2 separate regions of the Mus musculus genome follow, and region 2 is linked to region 1. Evidence: chromatin contacts called from public Hi-C data. All regions are on one chromosome and are shown on one strand. Each heading gives the region's core, a stretch centred on a gene start, on an enhancer-like site or on the middle of the called end of the contact. The rest is flanking DNA. Distances are from core to core; before and after follow the strand shown.

Region 1 (7,040 bases), core at 4,186-6,685:
GACTTATCCAAGACCTAAAACGCCATTAGGGCCTTCAGTCTGATTCCTCATATCCACTTGTAGGCAAACTACTAGTAACATCCAATTTTACCAAGTACCTACAGAGTAGAGAAGAGTACCAGCCACTGTCCAGAGCTCCTGATATTCTTCATGTCACAAAACACAGTGGCCCAGTGATGTAAATGAGGTATTCTTGTCCCCACTTTACACGAAGTGAGGCTGAAAGCTGAGGAGTTGTTTAAGGAGGGGCAGCTGATAAATGATGGTTTTAGGAACCCAGCTGTTACTTAGCACCCACACGGTCATCCACTCCCTGATGATTTCTCACTCTTGCCAACCACACCTGACGCTTCCCCTGGGCATGGTGGTGAATGTCCTATGACAGCTCAAAACCTGTAATGCTATTCTAATCCCAGACATCAACAAATATTCAAGTCAGGCATGGGTGGAAAAGAGACATTTCAAAGTAGCTGAAGAAGTGAGGTGGAAGGCATAGCATCCAATGCCACACCTGTCTTCTGGCATCAGCCCCAGGTGTCAGTGGATGGGGCTGAAGGAGATAGTCTTCTCTAGATGGTCCTGCCTACCTCTCCTACTCCCTTCAGGGATGGGTTCCCAGAAGAGCAACAGGCCAGTTAGCCAGAGGAACTGACCTTAGGCTGGTTCTACTGCGGGCAAGCAGAAAATGTGTGATCAGCTTTCCAAGACCAAGAAGCTCGTAGTAAGTCCTCAAGATCTGTAACTGATAACTGCCAGGCGTGGCCCTGGAGAACGGTAAGATTCAGAGCAACTGTAGAATAGCAGTTGTAGCTATCAACATTCAAAATCCTTTACTGTGGTTGCTAAAAGCATAACCAAAGGGGTGTGCTCAAAGCCTGCCACCACAGTGGCTACTCATTAGCTCAAGAACTAAAGGATAACAGAGACTTTGAGGCTTAGTGAGGTCAAGAGCCTTTGCATCACCCCTGAGCAAGATCTTAAGTTATAGGTCATTCCAATTGGTGAATACCTGACCCCAGCTCAAACATAATCTGCTCTAGAAGCTCATCTTTTAAGTCAGTCCAAAGATGGTCTCAGAGGTGCTAGAACTGCCAAGCACGGAGCAGAGCAACCCCACTCAGCTACTTACCAGCTTTGATAGGTTGAAGTTAATCTGGCTCATAAACATTCAGTTTCTTCAACTCTGCTTTGGTTTGAATAGAGATGCCCACCCCCACCATACACAACCCGTGTGTCTGGAAACACAGTGATGCTGTTTTTGAAGGTTCTAGACCCGTTCAGAGACACAGTCTTGTTGGAGGAAATGGCTCACTGTGATTTCACTAGCGTGTCTCATTTCCTATTTGTTCTCTGCTTCCTTACTGCCAACCCAGTGTGAGCAGCTGTGACATGCTTCTCCACCATAATAGATTATAGCTCTTCTTAAGCTATGAGCACAATTAAACCCCATTCATCCCTGGGGTTGCTTTTGTCCGTTATCAAGATGCAGGGATGATAAATGTAAAAATCCAGTCTCTAATAAGGATAGCGCTTCTCATGGCTGGTTATAAACAATAAACAAGCACATGGCAAATCCCCGGGAGCTTGAAACACAGCAGTCACTATCATTATGCCTTCTAACTTATTGGTTAGGAGGAAGCTGATAGCATTCGGCAACAGGGCATCAGAGTAGACATAGGCTCCTTACGGCAAGCAACATTGATCAAACCGCAGAGAAGCACGTGGAAGGGGCAAGGCTACAGGGAAAGGTGGACAGGTGATCAGTTATAACCACAGGGTGAAAGCAATGGGCTGTGCCCTTCACCCTGGTGACACTGATCCAGTGCCAAAGCCTCGTGTTGCTTTGTCAGCACAGAGGGTGACCAGGGTACTCATGCTCGTGAGGCCACAGTAGTGACTGACCCAGAAGGTGACAGCAGAGGTTTGGCGACCCACATGGGAAGCAGCAACACAACACAACAGCACCAACTGGAGTTAGGGAAGTCTGAGTCTCGCTAAGTTTACCTCACAGCTTCAGTTTCGTTGGCTAAGAGAGATAAAACTCAGACATGATATACCAAGCTGTGCCATCACGCAGATAGCGCCCAATAGACACCAACTCCCTTCCTTTCTGAGTGAGTCACTTGGGACTTTTCTGTAAACAGCTGTCAAAGGTTATTGACAGAGGGCCTTTAGAGATGATATCAGCAATAATTCTTATAGGTGTGCTAAGCACTATTACCCTAGGATCCTTGGGAAGAGCAATCAGTAAACTCACCCAGGAGGAAGTGATGATGGCAGAGCCGAGATGTGAACTAAGTCTGCCGGGGCTCCACAGTTAACATTCTAATAACACTTACACTTACAGCTTATGCTTACAACATTCTAACACTTACACTTCTTTGTAACAGAATCATTTTCCTCTTCCAGGCCATGGCACTCCTAGACTAATAGCAGGCTTCGGGTGTTGTCTGCAAACACGTGTATGTGTTTACGTTGCCATTTGACAAATGAAGAAGCTAAAGCACAGTGGTTAAGCAACTCACCTACAGACTCTAACAGGACCAAGCGGCAGAGATAAGACCACAATTAAAGTGCACGTCACCAAGATTGCGGTAGTAAAATATCAGATCCACGCTACAGGGAAAGAGTTCCATGATCACTGAGGCACAGACGAAAACAACCATAGTGAAGCTTAACAGCGCACACCTATGACCCCTAGCGACTCTGGAGGCTAAGGCAGGATGATCATGAGTTCAAGGTTAGCCCAGGCAATGTAAAGTCACTATGAGAGAGAGAGAAAGAGAGAGAGAGAGAGAGAGAGAGAGAGAGAGAGAGAGAGAGAGAGAGAGAGAGAGAGAGAGAGAGAATATGAGATTATCAACAAATCAATTTATCAATGCTTTCCTATCAGCAGTACCTATTCCTCTATAGCTTTAACCTGGAGAGTTTGCCTAACACAGACCCCGAGACAAGCTCCAGCCCCATCTGAGGCTTCTTTCTGAATTCCTATTTTAGGTTTTTCTCTTGGTAGGTGGGCTAGAGGACGTATCCAGCAGGGGTTTTTAGGAAAAGGGTAGGGTAGGAATGGGAGACTGGTAGCTCAGGATAGTGAGCCACACCGAGCAAGCAACCCCAGAAGGCATCTGAGGAATGAGCATAGGGCAGAGGCAAAGGAATGTAAACAAATGTCACTGGCCCAAGAGTGATGATCGGGACAGGAATTCTGAGAAAGAAACAGAGGTACACATGAGGGCCCTGCACTGGCTCTCCTTACCATACCACACACCGGCAAACACACCAGAAGCTGCACACAAACCACCACCACCACCACCCCCCCACACACACACACACTGGGGATGGCCTAAAAGCTACATGGTACAGTTACAGAATGAATACTTACATTAAAAAAGCTGGCAGAAATACAGCCAAGATAAAGATAGTGAGTTGTCATTTTCTTTCTCCCCTGTTCTCCCAATGTTCTGAAAGAAGATTGCACTATCTCCTTTGAGCCTACAGTGCATTCACTGGAAGAATCAAGCTGATCTGAGGGTAAGTGAAGGATCCAGGAGGCCATTCTGTCAGGAGCCATCCAGATGATGGACAGGAGGACCTGTTGGAAGAATCTATTCTTCTGGGGCAAGAGAATGGAAAGCTCAAGCTTGAACCAAACACAGGGCAGTTCCGAGCATAACGTATCACCCGCTACTCAGACTGCCACCGGGTTGGCATCCTGGTTCTCACATTTACATCTCAGGGAAAGACCATGGAGAAGTCTGAGAACCACAGACAATGGCTCTGGGCTCACGCAATGAATCCAGCGCAGTGCAGCAGGTTAAGGTGATCTCACTTCAATAAGGGTCAGCAAGGTCACTAACATGCCAGCAAGGCAGTTTCAAACAGTGCAGTACCAGAGCCACAGCAGGGCACTAGCCCCAACTCTGAGACAGCAAGTCTCAGGTCCTCAGGGAGGTACATCCTGGGACTTGTTGACTCTTTGGCTGAGAGTTCATGCAGGCACCATAGCTGAAGGCATCCTAAACTTACCTAGCCTTGAGAAAAAAATGAGATATCTACCAGGGACACTCACAAATTCTTGGGGAAAGTCTTAAGGAAAACATAAGATATTACAGCTGACAGGGGCAAAATCAGAATAATATTTTATTATTCTTACTATTCCATCTGCTGAGCCCTAGAGAGAGGAAGAAAGTGACAATCCAAAATAATGTTAAGAATTCATTAATAACAATGGCGTATTGGTAACTCAAGGCAAGCAACTACGCTATGCAGGAGAAATATGCAAATCTAAACATAGAGTCAGAAACCCCATGAGCTGTCAGCCATTCCTTATACTAGTTTATAATAGTTTAGATACAAAAAGTAAGCAAAATGATAACTCTGTAAGATGTTTCCTAGGCACATTGGAGAACAGTAAATATCTGATATGAGAGGAGAGGTAGGGGGAGATGCAAGGACTCATGGAGTAAAGGACCTCACAACAGGAGCGAGACCAGTGGGCTGGTAGAAGACGGAGATTGTTCAGCCATCTGAGTGGTGGGCAGAGAAGGGGAACACTGAGAGCTATTTTGAAGAGAAGACAAATTATCAAGTCAAATCAAAACCCAGATGCAAAGCAGCTCTTCCATCCTCTTGTTTGCAGGATGCTTTATTCCGGCCTCTGGTACAGCAATGACTGCTATTCTGTGTCCTTATCTTTCTCCCTCACCTCCAATCGACTGAGCCTGGAGAGGACCACATTGCACACACATCTCCCCAGCATCTAGCACAGAGCTTGGTAAAGGATACATGTGACATTGGCAATGAATGGATGAATGAATGAATGAATGAATGAATGAATGAATGACTTAGCAAATCAGTACCTTAAAAGGACTGAACAAAAGGGCTTCCTCTGAACACTATGGGCAATAGAAATTAAGCCCATGATGCACACCAAAAAACCCCACAACAACAACAACAATAACAATAACAACCCTGGCCCCCGAAAAATAACAAAAGGACAACACGTTTACTTGACATTTAATTGATTTCAATTTTATATGGCCTTTGATGGTTTTGATGTGCACATACCATGTTTTCACCACGTCCTCCAGACATCTTAGGTCCTGGAGGGCAGGGACTACAAACTTCTACTTCTCTGTCCCCCATTATAGTGCCTGGCACAGCACTAGATCCATGGAGTTAAACAGATATTCATTAAATAAACTTGAACAAAGAATATGAGAGGAGACAAGGAAAGTCACTTCAAGCAGGCGAGGCTCTTTCATTTCAGTTTACAGGAGAAATGAGCTGGCTATTTATCAGGCTCCATTGAGACAGGCATGCCTCTAGACAAAGGCAGCCTTTGAGAGCTACACGAGTGGCAGAGCCTTCTCCAGAGACCCATGCTTGGTATTTCCAAGGGAGAGCTATGGGTCAATAGTAAAATCCGCTGGCACGGGCACATGCCAGGGAGGTTGGCACAGCACCTGCCCAAGCTGGGACAGACTCCAGGCATCCTGACCAAAGTCAAGAAAGCTCATAATTCATCCAGTAGAGAACTTCAAAACTACCCAGTTCACTGCATAGCATGGACTGGACAATCAGATGTCAATCAGGGGGCGGGGAGGGGGGCTGGCACAACCTCCTTCACTAAAACAGTCAGAGTGAAGGTGGAAGGCTCAGCTTCCTGCTTCAGGCAACTCCAGGTGAGTAATCTGCCAGCAAATAGGCCTGCACAGGGTCAGTGGGAAACTCCTGTGAGCTGGCAGTACCCAGTATATCCACCACTGAACAAAAGGAGTAAAACAAAGGAGCTGATTATTAAAGAGGGAAAGGTTGTGCACAGGAAATGAAGGTGGTTATTATGGCCAGTGGTAGGGATGAGTGTTGCCAATCTACTTAAATACTATTTAAATGTGGATGGAACTAATGAAGGGGTCGTGATCACATGTTCACTTCCTAAGGAAACAGACCTGGGTTCCAGGCTCTCCAGGACTCCCTAACTGTATATAGATTCCTGGAGACTAGGGGGAGCAGCCTGTTCTGCCCCGATGTCCAGGGATACCAACCACCCACTTTGCCCAGACATAATACCCTACCTCCACTGTGCCATATTACAGAATAGTCAGAAATGGTTACGCTGGGCAACAGTCTGTAGTTTGTGGCTATAAACTCAAAGTAGCCATAAAGAAGCTTTCAAAGTAGTCTCCAGACTCCAAGTAACTGGTATTGTCTGTGAACTGTATATTGTACGTAAGTATGACTAAGGTACACTAGTTATATAGCAACAGCAGAAGTCCAGGGAGGGTCCAGGGTGTAAGAACGACCTGAGCAGAATGGGGACAGGGGACAATCTTCCTAGACACGCCACATGTCACCCCTCTCTCATCCCACTGCCTCTTTCCCAGATCTCCACCCATGGTTAGGTCTCCTAAACTGTTTTGCCTTACAAAAATCTAAGCTTCTCACAGTTACCATCTGCTGTCACCTTGTGGGCTTCTGTTTCCCTACCATTTCTAAATGCACGTCTGTTACCAGGTTTGGGGGAAGAAGACAGACTCAGAGCCTACATATCGCCCACCCCAATCCTCAGCTGCTCAGAGGTCCCCGATCTTTACCTGTTGATGAGGATGTGAGGGAGGAGCATACAGATGTACAGATGTACAGAGAGGACTGTGCTTTGTTTTCTTATTTTTTTTATGTTGGTGATTATAATTACAACACTTCTCCCTTCCCTTTCCTCCCTCCAAACTCTTCCAATCTCCTTCAAATTCATGGCTTTTTTCATTGATGGTTATGGCATGACTTTATGTATAAACATATGCAGATATCCCTAAATATATATACATATATATCCCTAAGCATAACATGCTGAGTCTATATAATGTTAACTGTATGTATGTCTTCAGGGTTGACCATTTGACACTGGACAACCATTGGAAAACCATCTCTCCTGCTCCCAACTTTTCTCAGTTGCCTATAGTTCTTTGTGTAGGGTTCGGCCCTTGAGCACTTTTCCGGTCCACACTGACATGTCCTTTGGTGTCATTCTGGTTGGTTCA
Region 2 (6,930 bases), core at 1,685-4,184, 150 kb after region 1:
TCATTAGCAGCTGCCTCATTCCCTTAAAAGGTCCTGTAATCTCTTTTATAAATCCCTTGACATCCCCAGCTGGCCCCTCTCCACACCACTCCGAGCATTTTTCTTGCAATCACACGGGAGGGGCCTCAGAATTTTCCACCTCTCTGAGCAACTTCCCCGTGCAAACTTCCCCATGCTACTCGCTGGCTGAAGGCAGCCTCTGTAATCCGAGCTCCACGGACATGATAACACCTTAACAGCAGCCAAGTTTAATTCAGAACAAATGTTACTCGCATTCATACCTTTTTGGAAAAGCATCCCATTCTAACGGCTGGAACTGTGAGGGGGTCAGGGTGAGCGGAGCCCAATGAGATCTCCATAAACAAATCTTGATTTTGGTCCACATGAACACATTGAGCCACTATAGTCCACTCATCTCCCAGAGGCCTCCATCACCTTTCTTGAGATGACAGCATAATTCCTACCACTTCCTATATTGTGTATCTGCTGTACACAGCAACCCAGGAAAAGTCCTTACCAAGATGGAATGGAATTGGCTAATGAATCAAATATATGAGTTAGTAGAAGTTGCCATGGTTATACGATTTGCCAAGGAGCACATGAGTAAGTGATCAAAGCACTCTCCTCTCAGAACAGGTAGGTATTTATTTGACGTGTATATTTATAGACCTGTGTTCATAGCACCAATAGCCACCAAAGCCTTCCAAAAAGTAAAAAGCAAGTCAATTTGTCTGTTAAAGGATGAATAGATAAACAACAAAAACAAGAATCATGGTGACTACATGAAAGAGGGTTATAGCCTCAAAAAAAGGAGAAAGATCTTGGCCTATGCTTCAACATGGATCAACCTTGAGAGCTAAGTGAAACAAGTGGGTTGCAAAAAGATAGACACTCTATTATTCCCCTTAAATAAGATGCAGTTTAATGGATACAAAGTGTTCAGGATGATGAAGATGTTCAAGAGATGGATAGGGATGGGCCTACAAGAAGGCCCAGGGGTTGAAGGTACTTGTTGCCAAGACTGACAACCTGAGTTCAATCCTCAAGACCTCCATAGTGGAAGAACGGACGTCACAGTGTTGTCCCTTGACCTCAGGCTAGGAATGTCGTGTGGCAGGATTTTCCCTGTCCAATTACATTAAAATATTAGTGCAGCAGAAGGCCTGTGATTGAACAGGGAAAAGGGAGGTGAAGAGAAGAGTTGCAAGGACAAAGAGTGACTTGGAGGAGGGGGGAGGAAAGTAAGATGGAGGATGGACCATGGAAGAAGATCCTGAACCAGGGTGGCTTTAAATAGCCACAGGTAGATATGATATCATAAAGGATACAGTAATTGGGATAACTTGTCTAATCTAGGTGGCAGCTTGTATCATTATCAATTGACCCTGAAATTATTGTGTGAGCATCTTGTGAATTGAGACTTTATTGATATATAAATCTGCCTTGTTAATGGAAAGCTTCTAGAGTTTTGTTTCTACAGGGTTACTGGGTGTTGTGGTGGCTGACCACAGGGTGGATGGTCATTGCATGGGGCTGGCGTGGCAACGAAGGGAACTCTGCAGCTCTGGCCCCGCCGGAGAGTTGGCGGGTAGAGAGTAGTTGGATGGAGCATGGGAACTTGGCAGTTGTATTTGTAATACTTCCCGCAACAACATTGCTCAGTTCAGAGTGTTTGCCTAAAACCCTGAGTTTGATCTGAGTACCACATAACTGTAATCCCAGCACACGGGAGAGAGAGCAGGTTGACCAGAGACTAAAGGTCAACTCCAGGTACGTTGTGACTCTGAGGTCACCCTGGGCTACACAAAGACCCCTTGTCAAAAATAAAAAAATTAAAACTTAGACCTGCAGTATGGCTCAGCAGATAAAAGGACCTGTCAACCAAGCCTGCTGACCAGATTTTGACCCCTGGGACCTTCATGCAAGAAAGGGAGAACCAACCCTTGTAAGTTGTTCTCTGACCTCCACACAGTATTGTGGTACACATGGCCACAATCAATCCATCAATGTAAAATCAATACTCATTCCGCTGATGAAAGGAAATTTCCTAACTGGTCCTATCTTCTAACTAAGACCATCTAAAGTCAACAAACATGTACTATTCTGTGACATTCAAGTTCTTTTGGAGGCCAATTGAAAAAACAAATGAATGCCATATTTGGTCACAATTAAGATCTACCTGAGTCCATTTGAGGCCTGGGCAATGGATACCCAAGGCACTTTTATAGTTATTCCCATGAAAGTTTTGACAGGTTTTATTGAATGAAGGATTTCATGAAGCTGGTTTCAAGCTGAATCCCAAAGACAGGGAAAATTTTTCTTGTATTTACCAGGTGCTTGGAGATCGATGTTACCTCATTATGCATGAATTTAGGGAACACCTAACAGATGCCGTTGTTACATAAGATTTCTGGCCACATGGTCAGTCGATATTTGCTAGTTGCTAACTCTGTACTGGACAATAAAAAAATAGATGAAATAATTTCTCTTCTCAAGAAATTCACCTTGATCTAAACAAGGAGTTAACACTGACCTCACAGCCCCAGAATAGCAGTGCATGCCTGTAATCCCAACCTAGGAAACTGAGGCAAGACAATGCCATGAGTTCAAGGCCAGCCAGGGCTACATAGCAAAACCCTCTCTAAATGACCAGACAGGACTGGTATGCAGGTATTTACATGGTACAGAAATAAAACAGAAAAACTAAGGGGTCAAAGTGACTCCAGAAACTAAAGAATAGGTGAGGTATTCTGTGTGGCAGCTAGAGGTGGGGGTGGGGGATGTAGAACCAGGGAAAGTGTCACGAAGGATGCAGTATTTGAGCCCAGCACTGAGGAATTCTATTACTTTCATAAGCAAGAACAGAAAAGATCATTCTGGACAGAGAGCAGAGCCAATCAGGCTGCTGCTATTGGTCCATGTGCTTGAGACCAGAACCTCCTCTCCAAATGCATGTTGACTTTTGCTCTACCAGCTGAGTCCTGTTCAGTTGTCCAGTGAGCTCTTGGGCCTTTCCCAAATTAACTCCAGGACCTTAAGCATAGAGGTTTAGGAGGACATGAGCCAGGCTTCACGCCTCTCCTGAACTCAGACCTCTGTCCTATGACTATACATCTCTGGCCAGAAAGGAAGAGCACTCCACAAAGGCCTTCCCTCTCCTGTTACAGCCGTTAGAGAGAAAGAGAAAGGAAAATGTTGTTCCTCATTTTGAGATCATACAGAAAAAATGATAAAGTCTAACTTGTCCATGGGATTGTTTCTGCATTTGCTCATGTAGAGATACTCACTAGATATACTGTACACAAATATAGTTATAGACATATACAATGGAGAGACAAGCAGACAGACAGACAGACACACATGCACACACACACACATGACTCCAACAGCAAATATCTATAAGAAGATAAATGTAATATGTTGTATATACATGATTAATTAACCCTAAAAAGAAAATAATTCCTGGGGCTGGGGAGACCGTTTCTGTTCCAGAGGAGCCAGGTTCAGTTCCCAGCACCCACATGGTGGCTCACAAGCATCTGCAATCCCAGTGCCAGGGGATCTGACTCCTCTTCTGACCTCTGTGACCTCTGACCAGGCATGGGTGGGGTACACTGAAGTACATGCAGGCAAAACAACCTTACACATAAACACAAAACAAAATAATGAGAGAAAAGATAAGAAAATGAAGATAACTCTTAGCTGGGAGTGGGGGTGCAGATCTAACACTCCGGCGCTCAAGAGCAGGAGATAAGAGGATCATTGCAGGTTCAAGAGCAGCCTGCTCTATATAGCAACTTAGGTATGTTTCCAAGCCAGCTAGTGCTGCATGGTGAAGTCCTTTTAGGTGTCCAAAACCTAAAAAAGCATAGAAAGAAAGAAAGAAAGAAAGAAAGAAAGAAAGAAAGAAAGAAAGAAAGAAAGAAAGAAAGAAAGAAAGGAAGGAAGGAAGGAAGGAAGGAAGGAAGGAAGGAAGGAAGGAAGGAAGGAAGGAAGGAAGGAAGGAAGGAAGAAAGAAAGAAAGAAAGAAAGAAAGAAAGAAAGAAAGAAAGAAAGAAAGAAAGAAAGAAAGAAAGAAAGAAAGAAAGAAAGAGGGAGGGAGGGAGGGAGGGAGGGAGGGAGGGAGGAACTCAACACCTGGATAAACCTTGGGGATGCTAGATATTAAACTAGGTACTTGGGTACTTGACAATGGCAAGCAAGCAGCCAGCACCATTTTGGAGCGGGTTAGTCTGTGGCTTCTGGCTGTATCGAAGCATAACACAAGCATCACTTCAAGTGCCTGTCTGTGGTCTGTGGAGAACACATGTTTCTGCTAACCCTGTCAGGACGGAGGGTGTTTGTGGCGAAGAGGCAGAACCCGGGCCAGGAGCACACTGAACTTGCAGAGCTCAAGGGCTGGAGAGTGGGCTGAGTCTGGGGCCTGAGATGGGGAGGACCGCATCTTCTGCCTCTTTGCTTGTTGGAACCACGGTCTTGCACTCACTGCCCCTGGCCCCAACACACAACTGAAGGCCAGATCCTTGGGAGTTTTGTGCCATGCTGGGAGAACTTTAGCAGAGTAGATTTCCTTTCCCCCTTCCTTTCTCCCTCTTGATTAACATGAATCTGATCTTCCAAAGAAGGAAACGGCTGCTAAGATGAATTTTGTTAAGTATATTTTACCAAAATAAATGTTTTAAAACAATGACATCATGCATTACTTATAAGTATGTATCACATTTCTTATCACGTTGTGAGCTCCTAACAGACACTTGCTGTCCAAGGCCCATCATGACTGCATTAGTGGTGCACTTAGATAAGAGGGCCCGCCCAGGACCTGGAGATGGAGCCCAGTGACTGAGTGTTAACCTCATGCATGCAAGAAGGGTCACCCAGACTTTCAGAGATGTATTTTAGGGCTCAGGATGTGGCTCAGTTGACAGAGTGCTTACCAAGCATGTCCCTGGGTTCCAATCCAATTTAAACCTGGCATAGTAGCCCAAGACTGTAACCTAGTCCTGGGAGGTAGAGACAGATAATCATGAGTAAGGTTATCTTCATCTACATAACAAGTCCAAGACCACTGGACCACAAGATCCTTTTTTAGATTGTGCCTCCTACCCCGTGTGCGTACACGCCCCCCCCCCCAAACCAATCAAACAAACAAACCCCAGATGTGGCAATTTGGTAATATAGTCCCAAGGATATCTCTTCCTAGGCCCTGTGACTAGACTTGCCTGTGAGTGACTGTTTCACCTGGTTATTTAACCACAGTATGTAGCTGGGATAGACTGGTATTCTAGGGAGGTATTTGTGGCCTACTGGTTTTCCAGTTACTACTGTTGATTGCCACAAGTGGTAGGAAACCAAACCAGGTAGAAGGAGTTCTCCTGTACAAAATAGAGAACTACAAGCAATATGTGTAGGTCTCCTTCAGCCACACACCACCGCCCCCAGCTTATGACAAAAAGTGATTTCTGCCAGCCAGTTAGAGTACCATACCAGACTGGTGAAGACAGACGCAAGGGTTTAAGCCGCATATAGAGCACTCTTGAGCCTCTTACAACCCCAGTTCTTCAGCACCTGCAGTCACCCATTAGAAGGGGTTCTGGCAACACCTCGGGGTTCTCCAAAACACAGAATGGGAGGAATAATAATTCTGATTCTCTGATACATACCCACTGCTTCTGTCTGTCTTTTAGATCGACTTATGTCCAACCACTTCTTAGAGCATACAAAGTTCTCTTTAATTCATTACCTCGGCTGATCCTCATGAGAAACTTCTGAGGGAGAGGCAATCGTGGTACCCCCCCCACCCCCACCCTCATGTAGACAAGGAAACTGAGGCTCAGGTGGGTTATGAGATTTTCCAAGGTCAGGTAGATGTAACTGTGGGCTCAAGTTTGGAGGCCAGCCCAGCAGGTAGGTAGATGTAATAACAGTGGGGTCAGGGTTGGAGATGAGACACGCCTGTCCACAGGAGCCTGTCCAGGGCTTCCTTTTCCTTAGTCCTCAGGTTCTGTCACCTGCTCTGTAAACTTGCTGTCCTTCCCTTTGTGGGGGGAGCTTTCTGGAAAGAGGACCAGCTATAAAGCCAAGACCAAAGGAAACATAAGTTGCTTCTCTACGGTTCCCCTGGGGAAGCAGGGATGGCTAATCTAGGATGGCAAAGCCTTCTAGAACAGCTCCCAGAGGCCCCATTGACTCCGAGGCTCTCTGAGCAATTTTCTTCTCCCAACATCATTCTTGCTTCACTGCTCCATGGGTCACCTGACATCACTACAAGACAAAATGCCCAATGTTTATGTTGTCCCCAGCATAGTGACAATGAAATCCAGAAGTTCACACCTCCTCTCACCATCTGGTGTATGGCGACCACAGCAGGGAAGACTACCCTCTCTATCACTCTCCACATAGTGTCTTGTGTCCTTTGCAATGGCCTGGATCCCAAGTCCAACCTGCATACTGCTCACTTTGGGACTGTGACCCAGGGCCCCTGCTTGCCGGAACATTCTCTTTTCACAAAAGAGTTTCCTCCATAGCTTGTGCCTCCTTGTTCATTTTCCAGCCTCAGCCAGGGCCAGCCCTTCAGTGCTTGCTTGCTTTCACCTGGCTGACGCATGCAGGAGCAATGCTACTACATACGTGTGTTTTCTCTTCTCACACCAGTGAGTCACTGTGAGGCAGAGCATTGTGTGGGACTCGAGTGTGAAGAGAAAGCTCATCTGAGACAAAGGTCCAGGTTTCAATGGAGCCTGAGTGAGCCCAAAACCCTGCTTATGCTCTGTTTGTTCCACTAAGATCATCCAAGCTTTCCACCCTTAATCTACTGCGTGAGTCTCATTTTCCTTCTTTGTTGCTATAGGCATTATACTTCTAGGCCAGCCATCTTGGTCATAACTTCACATTTCTAGTGACACTGAGATAGTGCCCAAAACAGGTACACTT

Evidence for each region. A called contact is a pair of places that touch in the nucleus more often than the background predicts.
Region 2: a Hi-C map of liver shows a contact between it and region 1, with 2.2 times the contacts expected there. The contact joins two enhancer-like sites. A contact is called at or near these places in 3 of 39 promoter capture datasets (the HPC-7 cell line, liver and neural stem cells), 9 of 484 Hi-C or Micro-C datasets (the HL-1 cell line, bone marrow-derived macrophages, liver and 3 more), 4 of 115 datasets of contacts at active chromatin or transcription factors (embryonic forebrain, embryonic stem cells, microglia and 1 more) and 2 of 9 other capture datasets (embryonic stem cells and pancreatic islet).

What each region holds. Positions count from the first base shown.
Region 1 is chr1:170,454,701-170,461,740 of GRCm38.p6, forward strand. All of the region lies in intron 2 of Nos1ap (nitric oxide synthase 1 (neuronal) adaptor protein), which reads right to left. Among named protein-coding and RNA genes, the nearest start is that of Gm46171, 83 kb to the right of the region's middle. Within about 2 kb of position 5,436, at least 40 of the 459 cell types and tissues checked have an H3K27ac peak or open chromatin away from gene starts, as enhancers often do. A contact at or near this core is called in liver, where this site is marked.
Region 2 is chr1:170,605,692-170,612,621 of GRCm38.p6, forward strand. No RefSeq gene overlaps it. Among named protein-coding and RNA genes, the nearest start is that of Nos1ap, 19 kb to the left of the region's middle. Within about 2 kb of position 2,935, at least 20 of the 459 cell types and tissues checked have an H3K27ac peak or open chromatin away from gene starts, as enhancers often do. A contact at or near this core is called in liver, where this site is marked.